2 separate regions of the Xenopus tropicalis genome follow, and region 1 is linked to region 2. Evidence: chromatin contacts called from public Hi-C data. All regions are on one chromosome and are shown on one strand. The core of a region is the stretch at or near the end of the contact, and the rest is flanking DNA. Distances in the headings are between cores, read along the strand shown. Region 1 has its middle 3.3 kb from the start of tmem212. Region 2 overlaps fndc3b (fibronectin type III domain-containing protein 3B).

The links. A called contact is a pair of places that touch in the nucleus more often than the background predicts.
Region 1: a contact with region 2 is called in a Hi-C map of neurula embryo, with 3 times the contacts expected there. The contact joins two enhancer-like sites. A contact is called at or near these places in 5 of 5 Hi-C or Micro-C datasets (brain, gastrula embryo, liver and 2 more).

Annotation. Positions count from the first base shown.
Region 1 is chr5:111,339,319-111,342,018 of UCB_Xtro_10.0, forward strand. No RefSeq gene overlaps it. Among named protein-coding and RNA genes, the nearest start is that of tmem212, 3.3 kb to the left of the region's middle. Within about 2 kb of position 1,268, at least 3 of the 11 cell types and tissues checked have an H3K27ac peak or open chromatin away from gene starts, as enhancers often do. A contact at or near this core is called in neurula embryo, where this site is marked.
Region 2 is chr5:111,147,841-111,150,540 of UCB_Xtro_10.0, forward strand. fndc3b (fibronectin type III domain-containing protein 3B) reads right to left here. Exons shown (of 26, transcript XM_012963399.2): 7 at 1,579-1,637. Among named protein-coding and RNA genes, the nearest start is that of ghsr, 99 kb to the left of the region's middle. Within about 2 kb of position 1,396, at least 2 of the 11 cell types and tissues checked have an H3K27ac peak or open chromatin away from gene starts, as enhancers often do. A contact at or near this core is called in neurula embryo, where this site is marked.

The DNA of each region.
Region 1 (2,700 bases), core at 18-2,517, 190 kb after region 2:
GTAGAGAAAACAACAAAAATGTTTTATTCCAGTATCAGTAAATATGTTTTTGTAATTTTTTTTTAAACAGTGGCTAAAAGACAGCACTGTAAGTTTGATGCTTATCATAGGATTGCCATTCTATGTTATTTAATACAATAAAGAAAATAGGGAAGCGAAGTCTGGCTAGAAGAGAAGTCTGTAGTGTAGTGCAACACTGACCCAATCACTAGGCTAGATTATATGCTTTGACTTTATCTGTACTGGTCATTGGGTCTCTAAAGGACTGAAGATAGAGGTGTTTGCTTCAGGTCCAGCATATAGTTAGGTCCAGAAACTGCACTTTGCATGCTGTGCCTGCTAAGTAAATGTGCCTTCATATGTTCCCCCTTTGTCTGAGTCGGTTTTTCCAGGTACTTCTGTTTCTGCCCTCACTCCAAATACATAAAAGCAGGTTAGAATTGGCTCCATTGACGAAATTCACCCTAACTTGTGTGGTGATGGGATCTTGGATTTTAAGCTCCACAGTCAAAGGGACTGATGTTGGCGATGAACAAACTCTTCAAGGTGCTGCGTAATATTCTAGTACTTTATGAACATACAATGATAATACTAAGATGAATAGAAAACAATGCTTGTACACCAAAAGACTTGCTAATGATAGAGAATGCTGAGAAGCCTAATACTGTTGCAGAGTAGATGCATGTGGCTCCTAATTTGTAATTCATTGTGCTACCATATTAAGGTTAAAAAAAGACGAATAATAGGACCAGAAAGGTACAACTTAGGAGCATTTTTTCAGGCTCATGGCAAGTTGAATATTTCCTAACTTTTTATACATTTTTTTTAAGATTATTGCTGTTTCTATGCATTTTGAAAGACCAAAGCACAGACTTGATAAGCCTCCATTGCATGCAGCCAGTTTGTTATTCTTCATAATAACTGAGCACGTACTGAGTTAAAAATGACTATTATTCCACCTGTAACTATACGTCAGAAACATATGGATTTTTGTTACGTCAGTTTATCCAGTGTAGGAAGCAGGGAGAGCTGTGAAATCCTGGCCGAGCATCATCAGTGTGTTATTCAAATGAATTTAGCACAGCTGCTGCACAGGAATGTTCTCACAGTAAATGTCCAGGCTGCATCCATGTAATCACCTCATCCAATTATGTTAGCTGAAGCCTTCGGCCTTGCAGGGAAATAGGGCCATAAAGTAGATTCACACCACAACATGCGAAGGATGCATTTCCCTGAGGGCAGCCCACTGGCCAGTCAGTTAGCCCCTCCGATTAGTTCAGCATTCCTCATGCACAAATGCCCAGGAACACCCCTCTGCTGCTCCACACTGCCTGCCAGAACATTTTATTCCGCCCAAGCCTCGCTTCAAACAGATGTGTACAAGCAAAACAACCAAACTCTTACATGGAATAATCTCTGTTGATTCACACACATGCACTGGTTACCGGGGTGAAAAATTCCCATGCACTGAGATGACAGCAGTGAAATGTTTAGGCTTAACATATTGATTATTCATGCCTTTCAAAAGAGTTGGTGGGAACCTGACTGGCACTGCCTGTAACCTTCTTGTAGTAAAAATAGACATTTTATAGCAGAAATAAAGCACTAGCTATGTATACGTTTTCTGTGGGGCTATCCATGAAGAAGAACGGAATAGAAATGGCATAAGCTTTCATAAAAAAGACCATCATATTTGCAAAAGCCTCACTCCAGTTTCATGAACGCTAAGTTTTTGTATACTCTTGGGTTAAATAGTTTTATAGAAACATCCCTTACATTCTGGGAAGTGGAAATCAGGAAAGTAGATTCAATATAAGAATAATTACTGGAGTTCAAGGAAGGTACATTACACAACATTTTTCAGTTTTGTAAATGTGATGTTTTATACGCTTATACGTTGTTAAATTGTCATTTCAGAATGCCGCTTGAATACATTTGGAGTACCAGACTAATCTGGAAAAGTTCCTATGGCAATCGGAAAAACAAATGCAATTCCGTAAAATGATTTTCTTGTTTAAATGAGCAATTGAATCGGATGTAATAACATATGCATCTAAATGCCACTTTTTTTAAATCCCCATCACCATTAAATGATTTTCTGGCATAAACAAACATTGGCCCCACTGAAATCCAGTTTTGGGATAACCCCACTTGGTGAGGTCGCCAAGCGAGCGAATCTTCTCCCGATATCCCCACCTACGGGTGGGCAATATCGGGCTAATTCGGTTCTGTGTCAAACGATTGAATTAGAGCAGTGGGTATGGGCACCCATCGGTTGGGGGACCGCATCAACGAGCTGATACTGTCCCTGATCCAACGAAAAATCAAACCTGCCTGAACGAGATCTGGCCAATTTCAGGCCAGATGTCAGTCGGGCAGTGCCCATACACAGGTCGATAAGCTGCCAAATCGTTCTAAGGGACTGATATCAGCAGCTAGAATTGGCCCGTGTATGGCCACCTTTAGGGCTTATACAGGTGTATTGTTATGCATTTAATGTGCATTTGAGACGCATGTTTAAGTGCACCTAAACACATTCAGTAATTGATCCCATTATATTCTGCTTGGTTGTTCTCACGAGTGTTCAGAATTGCATTTTACTCCATTTGCTTTCATCTCCTTTTTAGATGCAACATGCTGCATTTTCTTGCGCTTGGCACACATTCATACTTCACAAAAATAGAGGGTTGCGTTTGGAAC
Region 2 (2,700 bases), core at 146-2,645:
ACAATAATTAACGCCCCCAGAATGCAATAGTATATTGTCCAAGAATTCAAGGTATTGTGGCTCCCTGCCACACATACACAAATTAATCTGTTGTATCTTCTCCAGCTTAGTAATATCTGCAGGAATCTGAGATGCCTAAACGTTGTTGCCTTTACATAGTGATACCTATCTAGGTAAAAAATAGGAAAGTACAGAATTCTGGACTTGATATGGGATTTGGCTGAACTGCAGAATTCGGATGTGGATGAATCTTAAAGGGTTCAGCAAAACTGAATCCAAACCCATCCAACCTTTTAAAGAACTGAACACAACTATTTTCGATTTACAGATGGTAAAACTTTTTTAACTTTAGTTATTCTCAGATTTAAAAAGAGCAAACTCCTTTATCTGACAGGGACTTCTCTGCCAATTTTAAGATGGTGGAAATTTTTACCTATCAGGGGAATGTACATATATATATTAATATATATACTCTATGGGGCACATTTACTAATCCACAAAATCCGAATGGGAAAAATTCGGATTGGAAACGAACATTTTGCGACTTTTTCGTATTTTTTTGCGATTTTTTCGTCGCCGTTACGACTTTTTCGTAGCCGTTACGATTTGCTCGTATATTGTCGCGACTTTTCCGTATTGAGCGCTCGTAAACGGTGGCCAAACCTTTCAGACTTTGCATGATTTTGGAAACTTCCCATAGGACTCAATGGCACTCTGCAGCTCCAACCTGGCCCAAGGAAAGTCACGATACTGAAGCTTGAATGAATGCGAAACTTTCGTACTCGGCGCGACGGCTACGAGAAAGGTTGCGACAATTCGCGCAAGTCGCAACGATACGAAAAAGTTGCGACAATTTACGAAAAAGTCGTAACGGCTACGAAAAAGTCGCGACAATTTACGAAAAAATCGCAAAATACCAATCATTATGAAAAAAAACGCATTCGGGCGCTTTTCGGACGTTCGTGGATTAGTAATACTCCTTATATTTTACAAAGATGCAAATAATGTTCTACATTTTAGACACAGGTGGGGGATCCTGGGTAAACATACATGGCGTTGTTTCAAAATTAAGAAAAAATGATCCAATTTAAAAAAAAAGGAAAATGTCTCTGGTGAGATAAGCATTATGGCAGCTTTCATTGTACTTGTAAACTTAAACATGCAGTAAATGAAAGCTATATTGACTGAGTGAGGAATCACCTAACTGACCAGTTATGGGACAGTCACACCCAGCTTATAAATATACTTTATTTCTCTTCAAGTCTGTACAATACCCCTGTAGTCTATAAACATTTGTATAGTGAACAATTCACATTTCCCTGTACAATAGAGACTACATTACAACTACTCCACTGACTTCCGTAACACTAACCCCCCGGGAAGTTGCTAAGGACAAATACAGCTGCTTTAGGTCTGATGTGCTTTCTTCCTTGGACGGACAAAGGACGTCTTGTAGGGCTTGGGATTACAGAAACACTTTACTGCCCCCAATTTATTGGGCAAAGACCAGCTGCTGCACAATGCTGAGAAAAGCTCTTAAGGATATCAGTGTAATACAGAATCTTTCAGCAAACTCACCATCAGTTTCTCTATCCCAGTAAGGACTTCATGAGACTTCTTTACATCCGATTCATACTCTGCAATGAAAATAGAACAAACAGCTTATGTCTGCAGTCAGGCTATTCAAGGAAAAAATACCAATATCATCAGCCCAATCCTCTCGCCTGCAGTTGCTACTCATATTATTTGTTCAATAGTTTACCTATACTGAATCAGCTCAGTCATACCTCATAGGGAACCAGGGAGCAAGCAGAAGAGTTGTTTTCTGAATAGGTTAATGAAGAATACTTATGTATTGAATATACCATAGTCATTCTACTTGCGGTTCTCCATTTTATGTTATAATGTTATCATATTCTTCTTAAACAATGTGAAAGGTGTCTCTGAAAGCATAATCCTGGGTTTCATAATACTTAAACCCTGCCTACAACACCCAGTCTGGAACACAAGGTAGGAGAAGGACTTATTTTGGCACAGTACTTAGAAACAGATGATGAAACATGGCACCTCCAGGTTCTTCACAGCAGTTGGACCTGATAATGTCCTAAAAAAATCTGTCTCTAATTTGTTCCTCACACACTTACTAACAGGCTGGTGGCTGGTTGAATCAACTTGCTTTCATTTCAACTAAAAAGGGATAAGTATTCTAATTTACAAGTTTGTGGATCCATAGGCTTACAGCAGGTTACATTCCCTTGTAATTACCCTCAGCTTGAGGAGGGTGGGGTTTGATTAGTTCACCTTTACAGACTGCATAAATAGAACCACAGGCACTCCAGTGAGCTGCTTACTAACAGGCTGGTGGCTGGTTGAATCAACTTGCTTTCATTTCAACTAAAAAGGGATAAGTATTCTTTACTAACTTTATCAAAACCATTGTGTTTTTTTACTGTTGGGTTTTATTTATTTTTTTCCATAAGTAATTGTTGTTTTTGGAGCTAATTTACAAAGTTTGTGGGATCCATAGGCTTACAGCAGGTTACATTCCTTGTAATTACCTCAGCTTGAGGAGGGTGGGTTGATTAGTTCACCTTTACAGACTGCATAAAATAGAACCACAGGCACTCCAGTGAGCTGCTTACTAACAGGCTGTGGCTGGTTGAATCAACTTGCTTTCATTTCAACTAAAAAGGGATAAGT